Linked DNA regions of Mus musculus: region 2 is linked to region 1. A link is a contact called in public promoter capture Hi-C data. All regions are on one chromosome and are shown on one strand. The core of a region is the stretch at or near the end of the contact, and the rest is flanking DNA. Distances in the headings are between cores, read along the strand shown.

Region 1 (6,759 bases), core at 1,485-3,984:
TTTTATCATACTCATTACAGCCATTGTATATTTATGAATTAATTTGAATTATTTACATGGTCAACATTTGAGACAATAACCCGAAATAATCAAAGCATGCAAATGCATCGTTTCTCTTTGAAATGTGGAAATGGGGCTAGGGAGCTGGCTCAGTGGGTGGAACAGGCACTCCCGGTCAAGCCTGCCAGCCTGAGTTCATTTTCCTGGACCTACACACACACACACGCACACACACACACACCACAGCACATACACATAACAATAAGCAAATACATGTAATTTTTAAAATCTGGAGGTTGAGGTAAACTGAAAAGCATCAGAATGTCTTGCCTCTTTCTCTACAGAGCAGTTCCAAAGCTGCCACTACACGTCATTACAGGTCAGGCTTCATGACACGAGTTCAGAACATGGCCATTTGGTTCTGAGGGGGAGCCGATAAATTCCCCAGGGAGGAGGGATCTCCTGCACGGCCAACCCTTGAGTGATAAATTTCTTAAGCAAAAGGTCTTTAAAATTCCACTGACCTGTGCTCGCTTCAGCAGCACATATACTAAGATTATCACAGCCCCTGTGCAAGGATGACACGCAAATTCGTGAAGTGTTCCATATTTAATAAAAAAAAGAAATTCCACTGACCTGTAAATATCATGCAGCCTGACACCAGGGCGCCCAGCTGCCAATCTCAGTGTGGAAGAAAATGACAAGATGAGAATGGGTGGGTTTCCATTAGGTTACAGACTTGGTGCTATTTCAGTGAATGCTTGGACTGGTAAGAATTCTTTAGTTTTACTACTGAAATGAAAAGAAATTTAAAGTTTCTGTCAAGTTAAAAAGAATCACTATTTCCTTATTCTTTTTTTGTTTTTTATTTTCTTCCTTCCTTTCTTCTTTCTTTTGTTTTGTTTTGTTTTATTTGTGTTTTTTTTTTTTTTTTTTTTTTTGCTTTTACAAGACAAAACAGCCCTGTTTCTCTGTGTAACAGCCCTGGGTGTCCTGGAACTCGATTTGTAGAGCAGCCTGGCCTCGAACTCACAGAGCTCCACCTGCCTCTGCCTCTGGAGTGTTTGGATTAAAGGTGTGCACCTCCTTGCCTGGCTTGGATTATTCTTAAATCCAAGTTCTCACTGTGACTCGGTAAAAGAAAGGGAGCTGCTATCCACATCTCTCCCTCAAGCTAAAAAATAAAAAAATTTCTTTTCTGTTCTTTCTCTTTTGTGCTGCCTAGCTGTCGACAAAGAGTTTTCGAGAAAGATAAATGTTGTGTCTCTGTAAAGACAGAAGTAACACAAGAGGCAGGAAGGTGGAGCCTTTCGGAGGTAGAGCTAACAGCTTGCTTCTTGAATATTTTATGACCTAGGTATTAGAATGAGGCTTCTGAAGCAGGAACACGGAGATCTAGGAACAAAAGAGGGGGACTGAGAGAACAGATTGAAATTTCTTAAAAATATGAAAGGATCTTAATGTTGTACGAGAGAGTGGATTGGTGTCCCAGCAGGTTGCTCCTAGTAAGGGCTCTAAAAGCGTAATGATTTATTGATTGGATCTGCACTAATGACATGCCGTGATTATGCATGGGTAAATAAAAAGGCTGATTTATGAGGGTGCATTCGGATCTTTCAGATACAGTTGGTCCAAGTCTACAGTTTGAAAATAAATGAAGGAAATTATCTGGGTATTCCAGGGGAAGAATCCTCCCACACAGATTTGAAGACGGGGTAGAGTGTTAGCTGAAGAGGAGGAAGGGGGTGCTTTGTGTGTGGGGGGGGTGCGGGAGGGAGACGGTGGCATTCTAGAGAGTTGAAGATGAATCAGAGAAAGGAAGTAGTTCTGTTAAGAAATAGCCCCTGCTTCCTAAGAGGAAGAAAAATAGACTTCCGAGTGCTGCTAAACAGCGATGTTTACTTTTAAAAAATGAAGAAAAAAGGCATTATAAGCAATTGTCTTGTTAAAGCAGCTACATGAGGAGCGTGTGTAAGGAAATCGGGCTTTTCATTATAGGTAGATTTTTTTTAAAGCCCCGAAGAGGAAAGATGAAGAGAAGCAATGTTATCCACCGGCGCCCTTGCTGCCTTTCAGACAGCGGCCCAGAGAAGCTAGAAGCCTCATTGAACAGGGCGTTTGTCTCATGAAAAAGACCTGTCTTTATTTCTTTCAGGATATAAAACTTGTGTTTAAATCAATTCAGAGAAGCATTCTGACTTTAAACATGCGCGAGTGGGGAGAACCCGTTTAATGAAACAGCATTATTTCATTTTCAAAAAATGATCCCGGCAGTAGCTGCAAGTTAAGATTCTTCATTCTCTCCCTCGATTATAATTATAGCAGAGTTGAAAGGAAGCGTGCCTATTACTGTCATATGTATTCTTCTGACAGGTGTTGTGGGACTGTAATTTGATCAAGTGACTCGAAATGAAGACTCCCTTCCAAACATAATTCCTGTCATCAACATAACAACAGGAAGGACACGTCCTTCAAGAAGACGTTTCACAGATCTTGAGCACCCCTAATATTCTCCATTCGTGGGAATATGAAGAAGAGCTTGCCATCAGAGTTTGTATCCAAGGTTGTAAGGGAGACAAGGAAAAGCGGGCCGTGGTTCCAGCCAACTGGGCGGGGTCGGATCAGGAAGCCCGCACCCAGTAGGACCCCGAGTCCCGCGGATGGCCGGCAGAGGGCGCTAGGGTACCAGGCGGGGGCGGGGCTGCGCTTGCTTCTGCCGCGCAGGCGCAATCGTGTCGCTCGCGGTGTCTCCAGTTGGCGTCCGCCGGGAAGGCGGGTGAGCCGCGCTGCGCGGGCCCTTGGGCGGGGACTCGGGGGGCGGCAGGGGCGGGCTGGGGATTACCGAGGCTGCCTGCAGGGCCGGGATATGTGGAAGCCCTGGGGGCGATCTGCGGGCTCTCCAGGCTTTCCCCTAGTGCCAGCGACACCTGTCGCAGCCATAGTTGCCGCGCCGCGGAGGAGCGTGGGAGGCCGGGATGCGGTGTCGGAGGACACGGGGAGCCAGGTCTCTGCCATGTGCTGCTGGCATCTGCACTCGGCTGGAGCAGCCTCCGTTCTATGGTTTTCAAAGAGGAGACGTGCTACTCTCACTCGGTCTGCAGGAACACCCTGTTACCAGGAGTATCTGGAATAATTTTGGTCTTTGCAATATGTAACCCTATCTGGCCTTGAACTCGTAATCCCCCTGCCCCAACTTCCCAGTAGTACTGTGATTCCCGGCCAGTGCTAAAGTGCACACGTTTAATAACATTTAGAATGTGCGCAGATGTGCATCTATGGCCACTGTTGATTTTAGAACATTTACCTTGAAAGAAAACCATCTACATTTGCTGGCAAAACCCCTCTCCAGTCTCGTCCTTTCTCTTTGCGCTAGGCAACCACTTAGCTGATTTCCATAGATTTTGTTAGTTCTGAACATTTCACAGAAATGGAATCAATCATATGCAGCCCCGGTTATTGGTTTCCTGCGTCTTTTATGCCTCATTCAAAGCACGCACGTGGTAGCATATGTAAGTGCTTCATTCGCTTTATTACAGAATAATTTTCCAATGTTTGCCTGGATCAGATTTTATCTCCCCATGTGCCCAGTGATGGCCCTTGGGACTCATTTGAAGTCCTTACTCTTACATACCTGTCTTCTGGGTATAAGGTGGGGGTGGGGGTGGGGGTGGGCCAAAGAAAGGGAAGGATAAAGTGTATATCCTTGGGTGGCACGTGGGATTTGGCCAGGAAGAAAGAGACTGATTAGCTTAGCTGCTAACTAGGAGCTAGGAACAGCTCCGTGGTAAAAAGGTTGCCAGGCATCGTCAAGCCCCAGGATTCATTTCCAGCATCCCCACCTCCCACAGGGATGGACCAAAAACTGGTTCTGAAGGGTGTGCCGGTGGGAATGTAGGGAGGCTGGCCTGACCTTGGCTGTGTGGGAGAGGGACGAGGGGAGGCAGGATTGCTGGAAGAACATAAATATGCCAGATGGAGCCCTAGGGTGGGCGGGGGCAGGGAGCTAACCATTCCTATTTTCAACTTTCTCCATCATGAAGATTAATTGCGTATTTAAAAAAAATGGCTGGTGCAGGCTTAATTTAGCTTTTATCAGTACTCAATTGGGCATAATTTCGGGTTATTTTCTGCAGTTCCATTATCTTTTTAAATGTATGACTCTTTTTCCAATTATTTTTAGGTGACCCGTGTTAGGACACAGGTTAGTGATAACGACAGTGAGCTTACCTGTGATTGGGTCTTTTCTTCTTAGCACCTGTGCCAGCATTGTCACCTGGCACCCAGGAAGTTCCCTTTATGCCCCCCGCCCCCACCAATAGGTCATGTTCTTTAAGCTTTATAAACTGGTTTTGTTTCAGTTTTTTTTTTAAAGATTTATTTATTATGTGTAAGTACACTGTAGTTGTCTTCAGACACACCAGAAGAGGGCATCCAGTCTTGGGACAGATGGTTGTGAGCCACCATGTGGTTGCTGGGATTTGAACTCAGGACCTCTGGAAGATCAGTCAGCGCTCTTAACTGCTGAGCCATCTCTCCAGCCCCTTGTTTAAGTTTTGAGACAGGCAGGATCTTGGATAGCCCAGGCTGACCTCGAGCTTATTATGTAGCCTAGACTGGACCTTGAACCCAGGCTTCCTGCTTCTACCTCCTGAGTGCTATTACGGGGATATGCCACTAGACCCATTCAGTTCTGTATGTGAGTGTAATGAGTGTGTGTGTGGTCACAAGTGGAGGTCAGAGGACAGCTTTTGGGAATTGGTTCTCTCCTGCCACCTTGTGGGATCCAAGAGTTTGAACTCAGATTGTAAGGCTGGAGTCTAAGGCATCCTATCTCTCTAAGATTTTGTTTTTTAAAGCATTCCTTTGTGTGTGTGTGTAATTGACATTAGCCTGATTTTCTTTTCCATCTGTATTTGAGAGGGTGCTACAGTGCCCTTGTATTTCTGAAAGGAGCAGAGACTTGTGGCTAAGTTGTGAATGAATAGTCTAGTTTAGTAAGCATATCATGACTGAATCTGGTCTTGCACAGGCCCAGGAGAGTTCTTTGTGGATGGAATCCCTACTTGTGCATTTTGTTTTAGTTCTGGGGATTTAATTCAGGGACTCACACGTGCTCTGGAGGTGCTCTTAACACTGGCTTACTTCCCTGTCCCAGCCTTAGCATTCTTAGGTATACCCATTTAGCAGATGTCAGGGATGCAAGTAAGATTGTGAGCTTCAGAATCAAATAGGCCTATGGTTAGTTCCCTGCCTGACTGTGCACAGCTATGTGGCCACTGACAAATCACAGCTTCTCTGAGCCTTGGTTTCCTTATCTATAAAATGGGGCTAACGATACCTTCTCCAGTATTGTGTTTAAAGCTGTCATAATGAACTAATTAGCCTCATTGTGAAAGGTTGATCAGATATGAATGACATCAGCTTTGCAGAAGATTCTGGATAAACAAGGTGTTGGTCTTCTTAGTGGTCCTGTACACTCAGATGCCAGGGGAGATGTTTCGTGGATGAGCTATGCTGAGGACAGTTCTCTCTGTCCTGGGGTGTGATTGTCTCTGGGCTTTCATTACATAGAGATGACTTGAATAACACTCAGGCATCCCAGAGATTGTGCGGCCGGCTGGGGCTCTTATTAGACAGTACGAGATGGGGACACGGACTTAATAATAGTCCATGCAGAAAGGTACTTTGAAGTGGATGCCAGGGTCAGCAGGGTCTGAACAGAGAATGCAGTCTGAGCTGCATTCCTTGAATTCTCAGGTCACAGGAGTTGACAGGGTCATTGTTCATGGCACTGGTCCGAGCACAATCAGTCTGCTGTCTCTCACACTCTTGGTGTGCTTGAGAGTCGGGGGAGGAAGCTCAGGGATGAGGGAGAGTAGGGAGGATGAGAAGCACAGAGTAGGGCAGGGTGGGGTGGGGAAGATGGTAATCACTCCTATGCTGGAAAGGGGATGACAGAGGGTCTGAGGGAGTCAGTCGGCTTTGTGCGATGGACTTGCTGGTGATCAGGACAGAACTCAGACTCTTCACATTTCTTGTGCTTTTTAGTTTGTCTCCCGCCCCCTCAGTTTCTTGAGACAGGGTTTCTCTGTGTAGCCCTGGCTGTTCTGGAACTGCTCTGTAGACCAGGCTGGTCTTGAACTCAGAAATCTGCCTGCCCCTGCCTCCCGAGTGCTGGGATTAAAGGCATGTACAACCACCACCCAGCACATATCTCCTCTTAATACTTGTACCCGCATCATATAAGGATAAGAGCAAACACTACATAGCTACAATATCATCGTGATTCCCGACACCATTAGAAGGTTCAGACCATCTGGACAGTGTCAGCTGCTGTGAAGCTATGGAAAGGTTTTGGTTGAGGGGTTGATAAAGCACTACAACACCTCCCTCAGAGAAGGCTGCCGGGCCTTCCCTTAGTCCAGCTGAGAGCCTGATCAGGCTAGAGTGAGACGGGGTGACATGGCCTTTCTGAGGTCACCACAGTTCCTCCTGTGCGTTTGAGCTACTTCCTGTCTACCTGCTCTGCCTGTGCCTGTGTCAGTCTTACACTTAGCGAGCACCAGGAAACGTAGGTCTGGCGATGTGGAGAGATTTAATCAGTCCTGGGGGCAGGCAGGAGTGGTACGTGGCCTCAGTTCCCGCTACTGTCTCTACTGTTTGGAGGATGTTAGATGTTTACAAGTGACTGTTTTGGGGCTAGAATGAACAGGCTGAGCCTTTCCTACACAGGAGTTCTCTCGAAGCCCTTTGAACTGG
Region 2 (6,759 bases), core at 2,223-4,722, 800 kb after region 1:
TTGCCGCGGAGTATTCGCCATGAAAGGTGAGGTCCTTTTGGGAGCACTGTCCAGATAGGAGGCCAGCACACAGGGTACCAGAGCCCAGGGTGGGTCCCAGAAATGGGTTCTGTTCCTGGAGGGAGCTGGCTGCCATGTCTCTCTCCTCTTAGGGCTTCCTTATGTATTATCTGCCCTCTCTTCTCTGAGCCCTTCCTAACTCCTCCCTTTCTTTCCTCAATCCTCTCTCTCTCTTTTTTTCTTCCAAAATTCCAAAGGCAGTTTTAAGAACTCACAGAATACTCAGCTTTTCTGTCAAGTTCCCCCAAGCCCCCGAGGAAATGAAGCTGAGGAAGCCCAGGCGCCCCTAAGATTTTCTGGAGGCATTTGTTTGTTTGATTCTCTGTGCTGAGCAGGGGGTAGGAGCCTCCTGACCTCCTAAGAGTGGCCCTATCTAGGGCTGGGGGGTTGCTAGAGAACCTTGTGGGCGGCCCCTGTGCAGAGGGAAGTACCTTTTAGCCTGGTGCTTCCCTGCGTGCGCCCAGCATGCTTCTGTATATGTGAGTGTCTCCTCTCTTAGTCCCCGCTGCTGAGGTTCATCTCATGGAAGAAGTTCTTCTCATCAGGTGCCTTTCTGACACCTTGAGTGGGGCCCTGGACCAGGCCCATGCAGCTGGCTGTCTCCTCCCCTGCCACCCGTTCTTCCAGCTCTTCCCTCCAAGGCCCATTAGTCAGAAGAACAGCCTTATGGACTGAGGCTCAGACCACTCACTGCCCGTTTATCTGTCTGTCCACAGGGTGTGAGGAGCTGCTGAAGGACGTGCTGTCGGTGGAGAGCGCAGGGACCCTGCCATGTTCTCCAGACATCCCAGACTGTGTGGAGCAGGTAAGGGCCCCTGCCTCAGCGCCTGCTGCCTTCCGCCACCCTCTGCATTTGCACCTGGGCTCAGCTTTGGAAGGTCTGGAAGGACTGGGCTTTCCACTAATGATCTTCTGGCATCAAAGTCAAAAGACAGCTACAGGATTGCTGAGTAAGGTAGCACCTGCCTCTAATCGTAATCCTCAGGAGGCTGAGGCAGGGGGACTGCCACAGGTTTGAGGCCAGCCTGGGCCACATAGCAAGACTGTCTCAAAATAATCAAGAAAAGAAAAAAATATCACTTTGGAATCGGTACAGTGAAGCCCTTAGGAAGTCTAGTGTGTACACACACACACTAAATATGTAATTAATTTTTTTTAATTTTAAAGTTAGTTTTCATAACCCAGTCTCTAGCCCCTCCTTCCGTCTAGAGGTGGGGAGTTAGAGGGGCTGAGAGTCCCAAGTGTGATATTTCTGTGACCAGCACCATCATGGGGCACCTAGAAACACCCTAAGTCATCTCAGTGACATAAACTCGGGTGTGGGTACCAGGCAGTGGTTAGGCAGAAAAGCCACTCCTTTAGGGAAATAACAAGGCCTCCAGAGCTCTGTGCCTCTTTGCATCCTGCTGATGTGGTAAATGCCATGACCAGAACCAAGTTAGGGAGACCACAACCCAGTACCAGCAGTCGTTCAAGGCAGGGATCTGGAGGCAGGAAGTGAAGCCAAGGCCATGGAGGTACCCTGCTTGCTGGTGTGCTCTCTGCTTCTGTTGAGCTAGCTTGGGGACAGCTGCCCTGGACTGGACCCTCCACCATCAATAAATAATAAGCTGTCTCACAGTCGTGCCCACAGCTCAATCTGATGGAGGCAAATCTTCAGCCGAGGATGTCCATTCTTCCCAGGTGTGTCGGGCTGACAACCAAGAGCAGCCATCATAGAGACCACCTTCATTTTGTATTTGCATATATCCTTGGCTTTAGTTGACCTCTAGTCTCCCCACTCCCTCTGCTCCTCATACTCACAGAAAGGTTCCTAGTTACACGTGTTCCGTTATTGCCTCTGCCCATTTCCCTTAAGGCCTCTCTTGTCCCTCTCTAGTTTCCTGGCTTCTATACACATTAGCTTCCACATAAATGCACAGAGTGTGTGTGTGTGTGTGTGTGTGTGTGTGTGTGTGTGTGTGTGTGTGTGTTTTAATTTATTCTGCTGTTATCGCCAAATGATCTGTTTATAATGCATTGGACTGTTTGCAAGCACAGCTGTGTACCACAGAGACAGTTTAAGTTGCACTATCCACAGTCTCCAGGGAACCTTCCGGCTGGATGAGGACTCTTTTGGTTTCTCACCCAAGTCAGCTCCAAAACCCCTCTGGCTCTGGGTAGTCCCTCATCCTGAGGCCACCTCCCTGAGAAATGGAAGAAGGCTAGAGCCATAGTATTCTGCGTGGTGGTGTCCAACTGGGCTTCGGCAGGGAGGAAGCTATATGAGGTGTCTGGTAATGCTGAGGGTGGCCAAACAGACCGTGTCGGAGAAAGCTAAGGCACTATCAAGAGACAGAAGTGTATCAATTCAGTTGAAGATTGCAGTTATGCGGGCTGAGTATATCCTGGTGTTAGATTATTTACCTAGGTTCTCATAATTGAGCCTGATCAGATTGAGACATACTTGCAACAATGGTTCTCAACCTTCCTAGTACTAGGACCCTTTCCTCATGTTGTGGTGACACTCACATCCATGAGGTCATTTTATTGCTACTTTATAGCTGTAATTGTGTTACTGTTATGAATTGTCATGTAAATGCCTGATATACAGGATCTGATATGTGTCCCCAAAAGGGTCAGAACCCACAGGTAAGAAACACTGACTTAGAAGATTAGGAAAGGCCATTCAGGGTGGGTTGGGGAGGGTGTTTTCAGAGAGGGTTAACTAAAAGGAGATGTGCCCTGAATATACAGGCCCCGCCATCCTGTCAGACGGAATGAAAGGACAAGAAAGGGAAAAGTCGGTAGATCAGGTTCACCACCACCACCACCACCACCCTGCCCTTCCCCACCATGAGGTATGACGCTTCTACCACACATTCCTACTGCCGTGTTACTCTGTCTTACCTCAGTCTCCAAGCAATGGATCCCAGTGAGACTCTGAAACCATGAGCCAAGATAAGTTCGTCCTCCCTCCCTCCCTCCCTCCCTCCCTCCCTCCCTCTCTTCCTCGAGTCCTTCATTGACAACAGGACTAACACAAGATCTAGGGCAGGAACAGGACAGTGGGTTTTGTAAGGTGGGAACAGTAACGGATCTGGTCATTCAGAGATTCACCATCTGACGATGACTTAATTCTAATACAACAGGGTTTATTAAATACTGACCGGGGAGCTGGAGAGATGACTCAGAGGTTAAGAGCATTGGCTATTTCTCCAGACGTCCTGATTTCAATTCCCAGCAACCACATGGTGGCTCATAACTATCTATATTGAAGTCTTCTGGCTTGCAGGCATACATGTAGGCAGAATGCTGTATATATTATAAATAAATTAATTAAAAAAATATACTGGCCAAGACCATTCCTGAGACTCAAGCTCAGAGAATGGCCCCCGAATTCCATTAGTCAGGAGTTTATAAAGGCAAAACTCACGAGGCTACAAACTTCCTGCCTTTGTCCAACCAGGGGCAGGCATATATCCTGACGTACTTCCTGCCTATGTACCTCCTCCGCCTACCCATGATCAAGTGCATATCCTGTGCAGTTGGGGCAACCAAGCTTGTTTACAGAAGTGAAAATGTGTGGTTTGTTATCGTACATAAACTACAGCATTTCAGGAAGTTATCTGTCCTTGAGCAAGTGGACCTTACAGGTTACAGGCTTTTGTTTTGTTTTGTTTTGTTTTGTTTTGTTTTGTTTTTTAGAGACAGGGTTTCTCTGTGTAGCCCTGACTGTTCTGGAACTCCCTCTGTAGACCAGAACGCCCTCAAACTGAGAGAGATCCCCCTGCCTCTGCCTCCTGATTAAAGGCATGCACTACCCCCTGGTGAAGCATTTCTGCTTTATATTTCTCTTAAGCACAGTAATTTAAACTTAAAACATAGTGTTGCTATCACAGGAATAAAGAAACTGAATAACAGGAACAAAAAGCTGATTGGCCAGCATCAAACTGCTATTTTGAAAGGGTTAAGGTAGCAGGAGACTCCCTTACCGTACCAGCTAAGACCCTCCTGATTTCCACATAGCAGTTTAGTTTCCGTCTTAGTGGCACGAGACACTGTCATGAGCAAGGCTCTTTCTGTCCAGTCTGCTTAGTGCAGATGCCTGCTCCTCACAAAGGGAACCTGTAAATTTTGTCTAACAATTTGAAGATGACAGAGACTAAACGTCCAGCCGCTGTGGGGCCAGGGTACAAGTCTGGTTCCAGACTGTGCTCAGCTTGAGAACCGTTAGGGGTAGACCTGGATAACCAGGCTCCAAGTGTGTGTAAGGCCAGCGCTGAGGGCTCCAGAACTGTTTTACTGTGTCCGGTCCATGAATGCATTCAGGACCAATGGAACCAGACCTGGGACAGAGAACCCCCAATGTGGGGCTGACACTAAGTGGCCCTGGACTCTTTTTGGGCCCAGCCTTTGTGGAGGGTGCAGAATGAGTAGGCGGTACCGTCATTTAAAAATGGGATCCGCACCTCACTAAGGCCACTGACTACCCATACAACTTCAGCAAGTTCCCCTCAACATCTCAGAACCTCAGTTTTCTTGGCCAAAAAGCAGGACTTGCCCAGCCAGGCTAGGTCTGATTTAATGCAAGGACAAATCAGGGATCCACAATCATCCGAGTCTCTGCATCCCCTTCACCCTTGAGGTCCAATGTTTCAAAGACATGTCAAAACGAAGCTTGCAGTGAGAAGTTGGAGAACAGAGATGCACTGAGGCCAAGAACCCCAGGGGTACCCAGGAGCAGGGACATGTTCCATGGGCTCCAGCAGCTTCCGTGGCATCCGTACTGTCTCAACCACAGCCAGAAAAGATGGTGCATTTAGCAAAGAGGGGAAGTAGGCTCGGAGGACCTGACCCTCAAGAGGGAATTCTTTATAAGCAATGGTCTTGTTGTATTGTTTTCCCAAAATCCAGAGGTCCCAGAGAGGCAGAAAGACGGAGCCAGCAATCTCAACAACCTGGCTCTTCCCGTCTCCCCTGTAGGACTGTAGAATGTGACTGTGAGTGTTATGCCTCTTCCAGGAAGACAAACCTCTTCCCATCCTCCACACAGCTCTGGCCAGAGCACCCACTGAGGCTGTGTATTCCTAGGCATGGCAGGTGACTTGGTTTGGCTTAGTCAGATAGCTTGGTGGACATGGGCCAATTCCTGCCTGTGGGCTCCTGAGTGTCCCTGAGCCATCCAGGCAGAGTGAATCCTTAGAACTCACCGGAATCCCAGCTCCTGGAAGAGATGGAGCAAACCCATAGCTCATCAAAGTCAGAATTCCGAGGAAGCCAGCTAGAGGCAGATCCTAATGCTGTGGACCAGGCACCCAGCACCTTGCTGTGCTCCAGCTGTCCCCTAGAGGTCAGTGTGGGACCAAGAAGCCAGCCAGATTCTGGTTCTTGTGGGGGGGGGGGGGGTTGCAGTGTGTCTCCAGGGAGTACAGATCTGAGCCTGGGATTGAGGAGGTAGAGAATGGCACACAGCTGGATGTCAGGACTGCAGCTGAGCGCCCTCAGTGGAGGGACGTGAACCCTTCAGGGTGTGGATGTCACTTGCAGCTTGTGGCTTGTTGGGAGTCACCTTGAGACTATAAAGTGCTTTCCTGTTGGCTGTAGGATACATAGGCTTCTGCATCTGTTCCTCTTCCAGGTCCCATGGAGGCCGGTGCTGGGCACCACAGGCCTGGGCAAGTCCACTCTGGATGTTTATTTAACCATTCCTGTGCAGCACTAGATGCTGACTGTGGGGCATACCCTTGTCCCCAGAGCCTGGCACACCTGTTGGGGAAAGTGTCACTGTGTGTTGCTACATGTGCTGTTGACCATATTTCTCAGTTCAGGAAATGTTGGTCTGGTGAGAGGATGCCAGAAGATATCCAGGGATGGTGTCTCCAGGACAAGCTTCCACCACCACCACCCCCAAATACCACTCCCCAGTCTGCTCCAAGGGCTGCCTACTGGCTTCCCTTTTGTGTGGCCCCCCAGTCCCTATGGTAATGAGAGCTGTGGAGGAATGGGCCCATGGGCATCAAAGCAAGGGCATGCTGGCTAGGGGCTGTGGCCACCCATGTCAAGCAGTGAGGCAAAGCCTAACTATGAGAATCTGGGTACCTGGTCATCCACCTATGTGGGAAGATTAATAGGGAACCCATCAAACCAGAAGGCAGCAGGTCACCTGCTCCTGCTGTGTGGCTGCCAGTGTAAGAATCTAATGTTACCATCCATCTAAAGATGCCCAGGTCAAAGAGTCACCCGTGGTACCCTTATACGCTGCAGCCTCCCCTCCTGTGCTCTTCATAATTCTCTTTGTCACAGCTGCTGTCTCCCCAGCCTCCTAGTTCCCCACTGTTCTCTCTCCGGAACCCCCACCACAGCCACAGCAAGTGTCCCTCCCCCCAGGAGGTGAAGTAGAACCTGGGGTCCCACCTGCTTCTCACTGTAGCATGTCTCACACCCTAAAACTTGTGACGTCAAATCTCTCCTAGTTTGTTTAATTTTATTGTGTCAACATGCATGTGTATAGTAGAGGCCAAAAGAGGACATGCAGTGCTGCCTCTATCTCCCTGTTATCCCTTTGAGGCAGGGTCGCTCGCTGAACCTGGGGTCACCGGTGTGGCTGGGATTGTGTCCAGTCTGTTCCATGGGTGTTAGCATCTAAGAGCTGAACCCAGACCTCATGCTTGAACAGCAAGCACTCCCCACCGATGACCGATCTCTCCCCCTCCCATC

Evidence for each region. Promoter capture Hi-C pulls out the DNA fragments that hold promoters and counts their contacts.
Region 2: a promoter capture Hi-C map of pre-B cells shows a contact between it and region 1, with 9 times the contacts expected there. The contact joins the promoter of Rab11fip4os1 here to the promoter of Lyrm9 in region 1. A contact is called at or near these places in 3 of 39 promoter capture datasets (the C10 cell line, cranial neural crest and pre-B cells), 1 of 115 datasets of contacts at active chromatin or transcription factors (pancreatic cancer cells) and 1 of 9 other capture datasets (adipose tissue).

Annotation. Positions count from the first base shown.
Region 1 is chr11:78,823,861-78,830,619 of GRCm38.p6, forward strand. It overlaps Lyrm9 (LYR motif containing 9), which reads left to right and starts at 2,735. Exons shown (of 4, transcript NM_001076681.2): 1 at 2,735-2,776. It also overlaps the pseudogene Gm23219.
Region 2 is chr11:79,619,691-79,626,449 of GRCm38.p6, forward strand. Rab11fip4os1 (RAB11 family interacting protein 4 (class II), opposite strand 1) reads right to left here and starts at 3,473. Exons shown (of 3, transcript NR_003283.1): 1 at 3,210-3,473. Rab11fip4 (RAB11 family interacting protein 4 (class II)) reads left to right here. Exons shown (of 15, transcript NM_175543.3): 2 at 1-26; 3 at 777-865.